Linked DNA regions of Nothobranchius furzeri: region 2 is linked to region 1. The links are chromatin contacts, called in public Micro-C maps. All regions are on one chromosome and are shown on one strand. Each heading gives the region's core, a stretch centred on a gene start, on an enhancer-like site or on the middle of the called end of the contact. The rest is flanking DNA. Distances are from core to core; before and after follow the strand shown. Region 1 holds the start of col12a1b (collagen, type XII, alpha 1b). Region 2 holds the start of naa20 (N-alpha-acetyltransferase 20, NatB catalytic subunit).

What was found. A called contact is a pair of places that touch in the nucleus more often than the background predicts.
Region 2: a Micro-C map of tail fin shows a contact between it and region 1, with 19 times the contacts expected there. The contact joins the promoter of naa20 here to the promoter of col12a1b in region 1. A contact is called at or near these places in 2 of 2 Hi-C or Micro-C datasets (skeletal muscle and tail fin).

Annotation. Positions count from the first base shown.
Region 1 is chr2:17,286,444-17,293,574 of NfurGRZ-RIMD1, reverse strand. col12a1b (collagen, type XII, alpha 1b) reads right to left here and starts at 4,477. Exons shown (of 76, transcript XM_070544698.1): 1 at 4,283-4,477; 2 at 3,780-3,892; 3 at 1,896-2,012; 4 at 1,071-1,214. The coding sequence starts at 3,855.
Region 2 is chr2:17,426,739-17,433,869 of NfurGRZ-RIMD1, reverse strand. naa20 (N-alpha-acetyltransferase 20, NatB catalytic subunit) reads right to left here and starts at 4,019. Exons shown (of 6, transcript XM_015948264.3): 1 at 3,905-4,019; 2 at 3,662-3,686; 3 at 3,474-3,564; 4 at 3,263-3,398; 5 at 3,043-3,188; 6 at 2,765-2,976. The coding sequence starts at 3,957. The coding sequence ends at 2,891. It overlaps crnkl1 (crooked neck pre-mRNA splicing factor 1), which reads left to right. Exons shown (of 14, transcript XM_015948263.3): 8 at 88-279; 9 at 349-408; 10 at 481-561; 11 at 1,483-1,722; 12 at 1,792-1,893; 13 at 1,964-2,212; 14 at 2,356-2,822. The coding sequence ends at 2,691.

The DNA.
Region 1 (7,131 bases), core at 3,228-5,727:
TCTGAAGCGGGAAAATAACGCCTCTTCTTAAGCAGAGCACGACGTCGCCTCGGCTCGTTCACGGCCGAGCCAGACTGAGCTCGATAACATTGACCCAGCAGAGCCACTGGGTCGTTGGAGCTGCCCCGTGACTGCCTGATGGAAAACCAGCGGGTTTCATCAGACTCATAGTTTCTTGTTTTTGCTGGGGACCCCCTGTATTTTACCGCTCCCTCCTTCAGTCTTCCCCTCTTAAAATTTAAAATGATTCTGTAAATTCCGTGTATCAATAGAAAAAATCTCTGCCTCTGCCAGCTGCAGTAAATGTAGTCTCCAAATAATAAATAAGAGGTGCATTCATCTGTGTATCTCCTTTGATCCGCATTAGTGATATTCTCAGCACCAGAACAGTGAAGCAAAGAAACAGATTCCTGAGTTTGTTAGTAATTTTGTTTATTAGGTACATTTAACCTGTTCTACTTTTCTCTGAAATTAGATCAAATCAGTGCTTCTATGGGTTGTCCCCTCTCTGCACTGGAAATTTTTACTTTATTTAGAGACGTGTCATAATTTCTCCCCAAGCCCCCCACCCCCGCCGCCACAGCTGGAAAAATTCTTAGGGGAAACACTGGAGAGAGAGAGAGAGAGAGAGAGAGAGAGAGAGAGAGAGAGAGAGAGAGAGAGAGAGAGAGAGAATAGTACAGAGGGAAATGGGTGGATCCTGGGAACGGTGGACCATGACTAGTCCATGTGAGGTCCTGAAGACCAGAACCAGGATCATGATTGGAACAACCTGAAGGCTTTGATCACTTTACCTTTAAAATAAATGTTTTCTTGGTTATTCTGTTGATTTTATAAATGAAAAACATCAATCATCGGTGGCTCTGGCTTTATAGTTTCTGTGGAAATAAAGTTTCTGACATCAAGGACCAAATCAGCGTCCATGAAGCCAGATTAAAGTAGGAGCTGTGAGGAACACCTCCCGACCTCAGCTGAAGGACATCTGTGATTGGTTAAACAGCTGCAGGAACACCTGCTGTGTGTCTGGCGAGAGTTTCCACGTGGTCTCAGTAACGGAGACGGTGACTCACGCGTGATCTGGCCAGAGGCGGGTAGACTCTCCGCTGATCCGGCAAACGCCACCACGGTGACAACATAGTCCACATCTGGGCTCAGGTCTGGGATGGAGAGCTCAGTTACAGTCGGAGCCACAGAAAACTCTCGGGGTTCTTCTCCTGCAAGAATGCGTGAATTCAGAAGGAAGCCATGATGTCACCTGAAGTTGGAGGACGGCTGACCTCACGACTGGAATAGCTGCATAAACACTTTAATGAAAACTATCCACCATAAACCTTTAATAAACGCTGAAAGCTGCAGAAAATCTCTGACCATTATTCTCTCCAGCATCTGAGTTCTGCTTTAGAAGAATGTAAACAACGAGAGTAAACAACAGGGTCTCGCTGCAGCAGAACGTTACTTCAACACGTTCATCAGACATGAGAAAATAGTTACAAGTCCTTTCTTTTAACCTTAACCCACCCCCACCCCCCACCCCCACCCCCCCCCCACACACACACACACACACACAGATGGTGATAAACTACCACCGGTCCCTCTGACCACCACCAGCACTCAACATGAGTAAGTGTCTTGCCCAAGGACACAACTGCAACAGACTGGGCTGGAACCTGCAGCCCTCTGGTTAGGGGGCGGGGTCTTAACTCCTGTGCCACCGTCGCCCTATAATAACGATACGACACTCCTGAGCTACAGCCGTAAATCCGCTGGCATCTTCACCCAGTCACATTCCTTCTCCTTGTAGCGTCAAAATTCCCAGAATTCAACGCATGCAGGTGGAAACTTGTCTGCAGAGGGAAGTTCGTGTTGCACATCATGCAGGTGACACAAGCACCCACCTGAGGCGGAGGCCACCTGGATCCTGTAGCCTTCCGTCCGTGACCGCGATCTGCTCCACGTCATTTTTACTGAATTCTCATTTAGAATTTGAAACTTCAGATCTGCTGGTGGGTCGACTGTGGAGAGAGAAGCATGGTCAGCGTTAATGGTCAGCTTTTAGGAGGGCTTGTATGTGATGCTCAGACCCAACAGTCCACACTTCCAGGAGGAAGTCAGAGACGAGCCGACTGTTGGAGCAGAAGGGGCCACACACAACGCTCATGAGGCTGACGTCACAAACAACAACAACGGGAAGGAAAATAAACATCTGAAATTTGGATACACTCCATTTTTCCAGAGGAATGACTGAAATCAAAGAAGCCAAAATGGAGCAAGGAGGATCCACCAAGAAGGCTTTTCTGGTCTCCACTGCTAAACCTGGTAAAGGAGTGCACGAGTACACTGGTGCATCCTTTGTGTTCAGGGTTCTTCAGAGCTGGGTGAACATGCACGTGTACGTGGAAAGTTGTTTCCAACAACTTGGAGCAGCAGACACACACACACACACACACGTGTCCACGTACACACGGGCCCACAAGGGGGCTGAAATATTTTACACTGATGTTCTTCTGGTTGGGGTTTTCTCAGAGCCTGTCTGGCTAGAGGTCCGCTTCTACAGGACCAGTCTGCTGGGTCAGGTCGTCTCTTCCTTCTACCTTCTCTAGACTGCCGTTGGTTCTCCTCACAGCTCCGTAGTGGTTCCCAATGCTAGGCTCGGGGCCCCACAGCGGGTCACCAAGAGCTCTACAGGGGCCCTGAGATGAATCAAAATAAAACTGAAGCTATTATATAGCATGATTGTTAGAACAGCTAAAGAAAAATCCTAAATGTTTCTGAGAGAACACGGTCCAACCCCAGTCCTGTTGGCTACATCACACATTTCTGGGCTACTTGGTTTGGGAACCACAGATCCGCAGCAGGAAGAGCACAGGATCATCTAGCTAACGGAGCGGACTAGACCACCAACCAGTAGGACCGAAGAGCATCAGTAGAAAATATTGTTGTGAAGCCGAGACTCGAGGTCCGGAGACCCAGTCAGGCTTGACCCAGACGATCACAGGACAGTAAAAACGAAGGAGCCACCAACCTGGTGAATCCAAGTCCTGCAGGAGACGGTTCTGACGCTGGCCTGTGGACCCCACCCCTTTTAACCCTTGACCAAACTGCTTTTATTACCTGTCCTTTCATCTTTCTAAGCTTTGGGTCCCCCACCTCCCCGCCTCCCCCAGAAGGTCATAAATTCTTCTGGGAGGAGAGAGAAAGTCTTCTACCGCACTTTTCTGGGTTTCCTGTTTGTTCTTTCGCACAAACTTCACACAGCAACAGTCAAACTTCTGGGAAATGTGGGAAAGCCAGACTTTTAATTTTCCATCTCGTCAGGAAAAAGAGCAGGAGCGCCTCCTGCTGCTGAAAGGGCGTAACTGCGGCCAGCTCGGATTAAAGTTCCTCTAAAACCAACTAGATGTGATTTCTTTCGAAGCCAAAGTGAAAACAGACTTGACAAATCCTAAAACTAGAGGAAAGAGAAGACCCTGCCACGTGACTTTCTTTTGTGCTCAGGAGTTGCTGACGTCACTGCTCCAACGGGCTTAGGCTGATTTAGAGACAACATCTGGTTGGAAAAGCGCTTCAGTCCATAAATCTACAGCAGGCTGTTTTTCTGATGAAGAAATCTGGAAAAAGTCGAAGGCTGGAAGGAAAAACCAGTTCAGTCACACGTTTCTTTGTCACGTTTTTATTCAAACTAAATCACTTTTACATTTTGGAGCAAAGAGGTTGAGATGAAATGGAAGACAGATGTGAAGGATTAAGGAGGTGAGGAGGAGGAGAAGGGGGAGCTTTACCTTGTTCCTGGGCCTGAGAGGAGGACAGCAGCAGCGCCAGGAGGACCACAGCTGCCAGAGACAGTCTGATCTTCATCTTCAGCTCCTCTGCTTCAGCAGAACATTCATGAAAACTGAGAGAAAACGGGTGGATTTGATCAGACGTGGTGGTACCACGGTGGAACGGAGCCATGCCGAATCTAGCAGGACTAAAAACACATCAGAACAGCAGATGTCCGCAGAACTCAAGCGGTCCAGCCTAGTGGAGAACATCTCATCACACATTATACCACAAGGCTTAGTTCTTATCTTTATCTGATTAATTATACCTAAGAGTTCACTTTGGCACCGTGCGCAATTACGCACCGCGGTGCCCATAGTCACCGCGTTCAGCGAATCCAAACTAATGTCACAGAAAGCAAACAGAATCAAATAACAGTCAACAAATCTAGCAAAAAACATTCTCTTCACCTGAGATTCCCCAGAGACACAGGATCAGGATCAGGATCGGGATCGGGACTGACCTGCAGATGGAAATGTTGGATGGTTTAGATCTGTTAAAAAATAGCTGAAGTCTGAGAAAAGGGAGGGTTGGTGGTTCTGGACGCGTCGGCGATCCTTTTCCGAGTGAGCCGAGTCTCCAGACGATCTGCTTCTTAACGGGAGGGCAGCTCCCAGGTCGGCCAGCCCCGCAAACAGCGCTGACGACATCCAGCCGTTCCACCCTGACTTCTGGAAAGGGTTGGCAGCCTCTCTCTCACTAGGAAACTTTTACATAGATTGGCGCATTCCTTTCCGCTGATGGAGAGCTCCTGTGCGCCTCGGCTGCGTGACAGCGGCGCAAAGGCGGCTATTGGGGGAGGGCTGGGGAGGGGGCGCAGAAAGGTCAGTAAACCAAAAATGACCTTTCACCTGGAGGGCAGCCTAATGTCGCCATTAATCACGTAAAATAATCCGAGCCTCCAGGCTGCGGAGAACCTTCATCAGCTGCCGAAGACGTCAGTCCCGATCTGTTCTGCCAATCAGGCATCTAAGCATGCGGGTTCAGGTCCAGATGTTCCTGTTCCCAGCCAGAACCGACCCGAACCAGGCCTCGGGCCTAAACCATAGACATGAATACGTAGATGCTCCACTGGGTGCTGGAGAGCGTAACAGCATCGCTGCCATAATGGGTGGGTCTCCTCACTCAAAACCCAACTGGAGTAACGCAGAGTGACTCATATACGTACACAGCCTACAGCAGAGCTATTCCATCCTGGTCCTGGAGGGCCGGTGTTGTACCTAACCCTAACCTGCTGCCCAACCCTAATCCTAACCCTAAAACAAACATAAAAGCAGTGTTACACAGTCAGTACCCCAGGCCTACAGCTGCTACACCCAGCGCACCATTATGACTTCTTTTCTACACTCACTGAGTGGGACTCGTTTTCATGGTTCAATTGAAATCAAGTTTTTTATGAAGCTCCAAATCAGGACCAGAGTCGTCTCAAGGACCTTCACACAGTAAGCATTCCAATACAGGTCAGGTCATTGATCAGCTGTTCTCTGGAGCACAGACCATTGGACTGGTGCTGAAGTGACCGCACACCATCTTGGATGGGTCTCCATTAACCCCCATTTACTTCTACTGTGGAAGGTGCCTACCCAACTAGAGAACACATTTTATTATTCTTTTCCACAAAATCAGACATATGGTGTGGCACCTTATCCATATTGGGCGAAGGTGAGGAGGGTGACTGTGGCACAGTAGTTCAGAGTTCATTTAAACGTATTTTGTACGTTCATTCTGTACATTTCATCTAACTGTGTTACTTGGTTCTAAATATCAGCAAAAACAAGGTAAAACAACTATTTTGTTGTGTCAAAAAAATAACCAAGTAATGCATTCTACCTTTTTCCGACTCAAGATCATGGTCTCCGATTTAGAGGAACTGATTTTCATTCCAGCAGCTTCACACTTGGCTGCGAACCACTCTAGTGAGAGCTGGAGATCACGTTCTGATGAAGTCTTCAGGACCACATCATCTGCAAAAAAAAAAAAAAAAAAAGAGAGACTCCAACTCTCGCGAGAAATGAGCCCGACTTACTGCCGGCAATGCAGACCAATTCAATTCAAGTTTATTTATATAGCGCCAAATCATGACAAGAGTCGTCTCAAGGCACTTCACATAATAAACATTCCAATTCAGGTCAGTTCATTAAGCCAATCAGAAATAATGTTTCCTATATAAGGAACCCAGCAAATTGCATCAAGTCACTGACTAGTGACAGTGACTATACAGCAATCCTCATACTAAGCAAGCATAAAGCGACAGTGGAGAGGAAAACTCCCTTGGTATGGGGTACCCACTACCAAGCTCTAATACCAGTCATACAGAAACCCACACAGCCCGTATCAGTCCTGGTACCCCATACTCCCGAAGTACCCCCCAAAGGGCCTCACAAGGGACGAGTTGAACGCATTCTCCAAATCCACAAAACACACGTAGATTGGTTGGGCGAGCTCCCACACACCCTCCAGGACCCTCTAAGGGTGTAGAGCTGGTCCAGTGTTCCAAGATAGGATGAAAACCACATAGTTCCTCCTGAATCCAAGGTTAGACAATCCATTGGACTCTCCTCTTCATAATCCCTGATAAGACCTTACCAGGAAGGCTCAGGAGTGTGGTCGCCCATTAGTTGGAACACATCCTGCAGTCCCTCTTTTTAAATAAGGAGACCACCAGTACAGTGGAACTGCCCCCCGATGTCCACACAATATTGCAGAGCCGTGTCAGCCAACATAACCCTACAACATCCAGAGCCTTAAGGTACTTGGGCGGATCTCTTTCACCTCCAGAGCCTTGCACTGAGAAGCTTTTTGTCCACCTCAGTGACCTCAGCATCAGACTGGAGAGCCCAACCCAAAGTCCCCAGGCTCCGCTTCCTCACTGGCCACCAATCATGTGAGACAACAAAGTAGATCATCGAGCTACAGCCTAAGGTATCCATCCTGGTGCGAAGAGCACGTATGGACACCTTCATGTCTGAACATGGTGTTGGTTATGGACAATCCATGACGAGCACAGAAGTCCAATAACTAAACACCGCTCTGATTCAGCTCAGAGGGCCGTTCCTCCCCACCACACCTCTCCAGGTCTCACTGTTGTTGCCCACGTGGGCGTTAAAGTCCCCCAGCAGAACGAGGGAGTCACCAGAAGGAGCGCTCCCCAGCAACTCCTCCAAGACCTCCAGAAAGGGTGGGTAGTTTAAGCTGCAGTTTGGTGCATGAGCATGTACCACAGTAAGAGGACCCGTCCCCCAATTCAATTCAGTTCTGTTTATTTATATAATGCCAAATCATGACAAGAGTAGTCTCAAGGCACTTCACGAC
Region 2 (7,131 bases), core at 2,770-5,269, 140 kb before region 1:
CAGAGATGAAGTCTGGTTCTGGGCTCAGGTGTGCAGAGGCAGGTGTTCTGCTGTGTGGCCCAAACTCAGCAACTTCTCGTCCTTCAGGCTAACCCACACAACTACGACGCCTGGTTTGATTACCTGCGGCTGGTGGAGAGCGATGCGGACGCCGACACGGTGAGAGAGGTTTACGAACGAGCCATTGCCAATGTGCCCCCCCTGCAGGAGAAGAGACACTGGAGGCGCTACATCTACCTGTGGATCAACTACGCTCTGTACGAGGAGCTGGAGACCAAGGTCAGTGGTCCTGCAGCGTTCCTGCAGAGGGCGCTGACGGACCGGTGTAACGGTGACATGTGTCGGCAGGACCCGGAGAGGACGAGGCAGGTTTACCAGGCTTGTCTGGAGCTGATCCCTCACAAGAAGGTCTTTAGAACTTCACCATGATGTAACCCCCCACCACCACCAGGCTGTGACGTGCTTTCTCTTCTCTTTCAGTTCACATTTGCTAAGATGTGGCTGCTTCATGCTCAGTTTGAAATCCGACAAAAGAATCTTCAGAACTCCAGAAAGATCATGGTGAGCTTTGGCGCTGCACTCTTGTAAAACCAAACCACACAACCTTAAGCCTGATTTATACTTCTGCGTTGCCCCAACCCTCTTACCTGGCCGACCTGCGTTTCTACACACCCACTCGTGCCCAACGTTCAGCTGAGCAGCTGCTGCTGATTGTTCCAAAGGTTCCCTATAAATGTTTAAAGAGCAAGTCACCCCCAAATCAACTTTTTTTTTCTGATAAACTATACAAATGCGTGTCTAATCGTGCTGCAGACACGTGTAGTCAATAGTTTAGCACTTTAGTGCATTTTAGTTAAAATTTAAATTTTCTGCCTAAAACTGTCAGTGTTGTGCCGTTGTCAGGTAAAAACTCTGCTCTGTAGTTGAATTTAAATCTGCCATCGCTATTGGCTAAGAGGTACCCTAGAATGTTAGCTGGTACCATATGATGTCACAATGTCGTTGTGAGCCTGTGTGTGTGCGTATTTGTTAGCGGCTCCGCCCTCTCAGTCTGCTAGGCAACAGCATTTAATGCATTTTTCAAACAGGAAGTGGGAGTGGAGTAATACTCTGGTAGGGGGTGTCTTGCTCTTTAAATAAATATAATATAAGGTCCGAAAATATGAACGTTATTCACCCGTGAGTGAAGGAGTACAAAATACAGAGCAAGCGTGGCCTGAAACCACGGGAAACGTGGGTGTTGAGGTTAGGGACACATTAGTCCGTGTTAGTAAATACACTATAGGGGACGGGGTCATGGTGGCAGGATACCACAGAACAGCGCTACGCCCTCTGTTGGCCTGGCGTGGAATCGCTCTCCAACACTCCGCTGCCTGAGCAGAAAGTCGAATGTGAAAACCTTTCCGACACTCCGTGTGCATCTCTCCGTTGTGGAGCTCACAGAGAAGTATCAATCAGGCTAAACCCCCCACCCCCATGCAGGGCACGGCCATCGGGAAATGTCCCAAGAACAAGTTGTTTAAGGGGTACATCGAGTTGGAGCTGCAGCTGCGAGAGTTTGATCGCTGCAGGAAGCTCTACGAGAAGTACCTGGAGTTCACCCCAGAGAACTGCACCACCTGGATCAAGTTTGCAGAACTGGAGACGATTCTGGGAGACATGGATCGAGCTCGGGCCATCTTCGAGCTTGCCATTGGACAGCCACGACTGGACATGCCTGAGGTTTGGACTGCTTAGTTTTATGCTGCAGAACAAACGGGACTCAGACCTCTGACCCTGTTCTCTTCTCAGGTTCTGTGGAAGTCCTACATCGACTTTGAGATCGAGCAGGAGGAGTTTGAGAACACCAGGAACCTTTACAGGAGGCTCTTGCAGCGCACTCAGCATGTCAAGGTGAGACTGGGTCTAACCAGATACCGGTTCGAACTCCCAAGGCCACGCTGACCCAGTTCTGCTCCTGCAGGTTTGGATCAGTTTTGCCAAGTTTGAGCTGTCCATTGATGAACCCACGCGGCTGCTGAAGTGTCGCCAGATCTACGAGGAGGCCAACAAGAGCATGAGGAGCTGTGAGGAGAAAGAGGAGCGGCTGATGTTGCTGGAGTCCTGGAGAGACTTTGAGAAGGAGTTTGGGTCCGACAGCACCAGGGACCGGGTCAGGAAGCTGCTGCCTGAGAAGGTGAAGAAGAGGAGGAAGCTGACAGCTGAAGACGGGGTAAGGAATACTTTCATCTGAGCGTGGTGGTCGGTTCAAAACCCTGTTGTGGTCCAATGGTTAGTGGTGAAGCCCCAGCCGTTACCTTTAATTATTCATGGTCCAGATGTTCTCAGCTGATCAGGTGTTTCTGTTCCCATCAGTCCGACGCAGGCTGGGAAGAATACTATGACTACATCTTCCCAGAAGATGCTGCCAACCAGCCCAACCTCAAGCTGCTCGCTATGGCCAAGATGTGGAAGAGGCAGCAGGTGAGGGACGATGGAGACAAGTCTTCAGCAGGTGAGGAGGAACAATCTTCCTCTCACCAACCTGCAACTCCTGAAAAGCAGCCGGAGGATGAGAGCATCCAAATGGAGACGGAGCAGCAGAACACACACGGTGACCGATCCGACGGGAGCAGCCAGGAGGAGAAGGAGGAGGAGGAGAGAGAGGGCAGCCGGCGCAACAAGGAGGAGAAAGACCAGAGTCCTCCTTGAGAAACTTCACCTTGGTTTTCCTTCAGTTAAAGAACTAAAATAGCTCATTTGTCTCACACACACACACACACACTTTTATATTTTTCGGAAATGTTCATTGAAAATTTACAGGAAATAAAAACATGAAGCCACGTGTTTTCTATAATCAGTCTCTGGGTGTGACGAGTAACCAGGAAGTGATGATGGTGAGGGTCAGCTGTTATTCGATGTCTTCTGGTCTGACCGGATGAGGCAGTGGGATGATGGACTTCTTCTCTGTGTCTCGGGACAGAGCTTTCCTCATGTCTGCAGGAAGAAACAGTTGGTCAGAGATATGTACACGCACGCACGCGCACACACACACACACACACCATAGGCGTCTTCATCGGGCTCCCCGTTGCTGGCCGAGTAATACTCAATCACAGTCCTGTAGACGCTGTAACCCAGACGCTTGTACATGTTCACTGCCACCTGGTTGGACACTCGCACAAACAGGTCCACGAAGAACCCTCCCTTCCTGCAGGACAAGGACACGTGTCTCATCAGGTCTCTGAGGGACGTCTGCTCTTCCGTCTGATTGCCAGCACAAACCTCTCTGAGATCTCCTCCAGCATCTCCATGAGTTTGGCAGCGAGGCCGAGCCGTCTGAAGTCTGGAGCCACCGACAGCGCCGTGACGTGGCCATGCCACTCCTCCCGGGCTACAGATCCCTCCGCCTTCCCCATAACTGGTGACAGGAACAATCAGATAAGCTGTAGCAGCGATGACGTCATCAACTCACTGAGAAAACTGAAGAACTCACTGTAGCCCATCAGCTCGCCACCCGGAGCCTCAGCCACAATGAAATACTCTGGCCAGTGAGCCAGGTACTGCAGGTAGAACGGGATCCCATACTGGAGGTCAAAGGTTAAAGAAAAACAAGCAAGGAAACAGCTGAACCTAAGCATGAATTAGCCGTTCTCATGGGTTCGTTCTGCTGAGTCAGGATACGGTTTCCGTCAGAGGATCCAAGTTTCTGATGAACAAAACATTTTATTACATGTTTGTGCGGGAAAGCAAGAGGAAACACGTCACACCTGTTAACGTTATTGTCTTCTATAGCTACATTATTAATAATAAATCAACCAACGGGACGTAAGCCGGAGCACGCGCTCACTCCGCCGGTAAAACAAAGGACACAACAATAATATAGACACCTGAGCCCAGACTGAGCAGGTACTATCACACACTTACATGTTGTTGAATTTAAACAGGTCATCGCAGGTAAACGAGCGCAGCGTCGTCATCTTGACCCCAAACCGGAAAGAGAGGAGGTAACTTAAAAAGACATAACACCCACCATCGCCTCCTGCTGGTGTGGATGCCAAAGAGTCCTCATTTAAAACAGATTCTGGGTTATGTAGTCCATAATCAGGAGGGAAACGAGCCCAGTTTTCACGATCAGATTTTCACCATGTTAAAGTTATCAACCAAATATTTAGTTAGCAAGCTGATTATTTCACTTGGTGTTAAATAAATATTTAATTTACTTAAACATTTTATTTAAAGCTTTGTTTACAAACAAAATATTTAGTTAAGAAATAAATATTTAATTTCCTCCAAACAAATGACAGGTCCCAGCTAAATATTTATTTTTCAAATTCAATATTTGGATATAGCTCCATAATAAATGTTTAGCTGGGATCTAAATATTTATTTAGAAAATAAATATTTAATGTTGTCAAAGTACAAAAATGCAATGCTATATATATATATATATATATATATATATATATATATATATATATATATATATATATATTTATATATATATGTGTGTGTGTATGTATGTATGTATGTATATATATATGTGTGTGTGTGTGTGTATACATATAATATATGTATATAATATATATATATATATATATATATATATATATATATATATATATATGTGTGTGTGTGTGTATACATATAATATATGTATATTGTATGTATGTGCAGACCACCCAGGTAAACAAGTACCTATATATACATATATATATATATTATATATGTATATATATATATAATGTATATATATATATATATATATATATATATATATATATATATATATATACATACATATATATTACCTATTTGTGCCTTCGTGTACGTTTTAAATGCCGTATCTCAGTGGTAGTTTTGTTTGACCTAATTGTTTTAAGCTGTGAGTATTTTGTTAAATTTCATCGATGTCGTTAGTAACGTTCAGCACTTCGGTCAGCTGTATGGTATATGGTATGGTATGAATGGGTGAAGGCTGGTCCATTTTTGCCAAACCCAATGCCCTGATCCATGAGCATGGCTCATTGAACTGAGGAGCAGACTCTCACCCCTACCAGCAGGTGGCAGACTTGTTTCACAAAACAAACAACCTGGTTTGAACCCACAAACTGCAATTTTCCATGACCTTGGCAATGACTCTCAACTGTTTCCCTGTTTAATTTCAAAGGCACTGTCAAGAGTCACAGCCATACTTATGAGCACAGAAGCAAAGCAAAGTAAATGGACCATCGTAGATCAAGAAAGCGAGTGAGTGGTGTGTGTCAGTGGCCAGAAAGTTGAAGATGAAGAAGAAAATATGAAAATCTTTTCTATAGGGCCTCTCAAAATAAATCACGAGGCGCTTCACAAAAACAAAAAATGTAAAAATATAAAAAAGAATTTAGAAAGTGTTTAAAATATATTTTAAATGAGGAAAAAATAGAAAATTGTGATTAAAATGTAAAGAAAGAGAGAGAGTGAATAGGAAAGAGGGAAATCAGTGGATCCTGAGGAAGGTGGAATAGGTGGGGAGAGCATAAAGAGAGTGGTGAAAAAGGTCATACAAAAGCCAGCTTGAACAAGTGAGTCTTCGGCTGTTTTTTAAAGGAGACCACCGAGTCCACTGATCTCAGGCTCAGGGGGAGAGAGCTCCTGGGTCTGGGGGCCACAGCAGCAGATGATCTGTCACCTTTGGTCTTTAGCCTGGTGCTGCACAACCAGTAGGTTTTGGTCACTGGACCTCAGGGACCTGCTGGGGGTGTAGGGACTAAGAAGATCACCAATGTAAGATGGTGCTTGTCCATGTAAGGCCCTATAGAACAGAACCAGGATCTTGAAATGAACCCTGAAGTTGACTGGCAGCCAGTGAAGCTGGAGGAGAAGCGGGGTGATATGGGTGTGTTTGGAGGACTTGGTCAGAAGCCGAGCACAGGCATTCTGAACCACCTGCAGACGGTTCAGGGAGGTTCTGCTCAGACACGTGAAAAAAGAGTTACAGTAGTCTAAGCGTGAGGAGATGAAGGTGTGGATAACTGTCTCAAGTTCAGAGTGGGACAGAATGGGACTCAGCTTAGCAATGTTCCTGAGATGGAAGAAGGAAGAGCGAACAAGAGAACTGACACGAGAATCCAGGGTGAGAGCTGGGTCAAAGGTCACACTAAGACTCCTACGGAAGGTTTGGTATGAGAAGCAAGCTGACCAAGAGAGTCTCTGACTTTGGGAACCAGCTTGTCTGGGGCACAGATGAGGATCTCAGTCTTATCTTCATCCAGCTGTAGAAAGCTCCCAGCCATCCAGGTTTTGATAGAGTCTAAGCAGGTGTGTAACAGCTGCAGCATAGACATCTAATGGGGCTTAAAGAAGAAGTACAGTTGGATGTCATCTGCATAAAGATGGTAGGATATTCCTTTGAAGGAGCTCAGGATGTGCTGAAGAGGAAGCAGATAGAGGAGGAAGAGCAGAGGCCCCAGCACAGAACCTTATGGGACACCAGGTAAACAAGGGTGAGGCAGACCACCCAGGTAAACAAGAGTGAGGCAGATCACCAGGTAAACAAGGGTGAGGCAGACCACCCAGGTAAAAAAGAGTGAGGCAGATCACCAGGTAAACAAGGGTGAGGCAGAGACTGAGGAAGCTTTGTTGCCATCTTGGGCAAAATATGTGCTAAGCCACTAAGGTCCTAAAGAATTATTTTCAGGGGTTTGTTTCTTCAAAGTTGAGAGAAAATGTGTACTGTTGGTGCCTTCCTCCTTTTGAGAAATAGAATAACTTTGCTTGTAACAGAAATTAAAATGAAAAATCACTCCACAAAGTCGGATCCAGCTTATGAACAGACCGTACACATACCAGATGATGTTTGGTCTGTGGCCACGCGATCATCTGCTCAGAACTCTAACGTCTCATCCGATGACAAAAACCTCTACGTGAGATCTGATCAAAGAGCTGGCTTTCTCTTCAGTCTGAAAGAAGCAGATTTTATATGCTGGCAGCTGCCGTGAATAACCCATTAGAGTAATGAGAAGCAGGTGGTGAAGCTTTTCAGTCACGTGGCTATTTGGGCTGAGATGTGTGGAAAAGCATTCAGGGGAACATTAAACGTGTGACACTCAGACACATTAATAACCAGAAACCCTAGATGTTTTTGTGCTGACACAATTTAGCTCCCGGGTTTC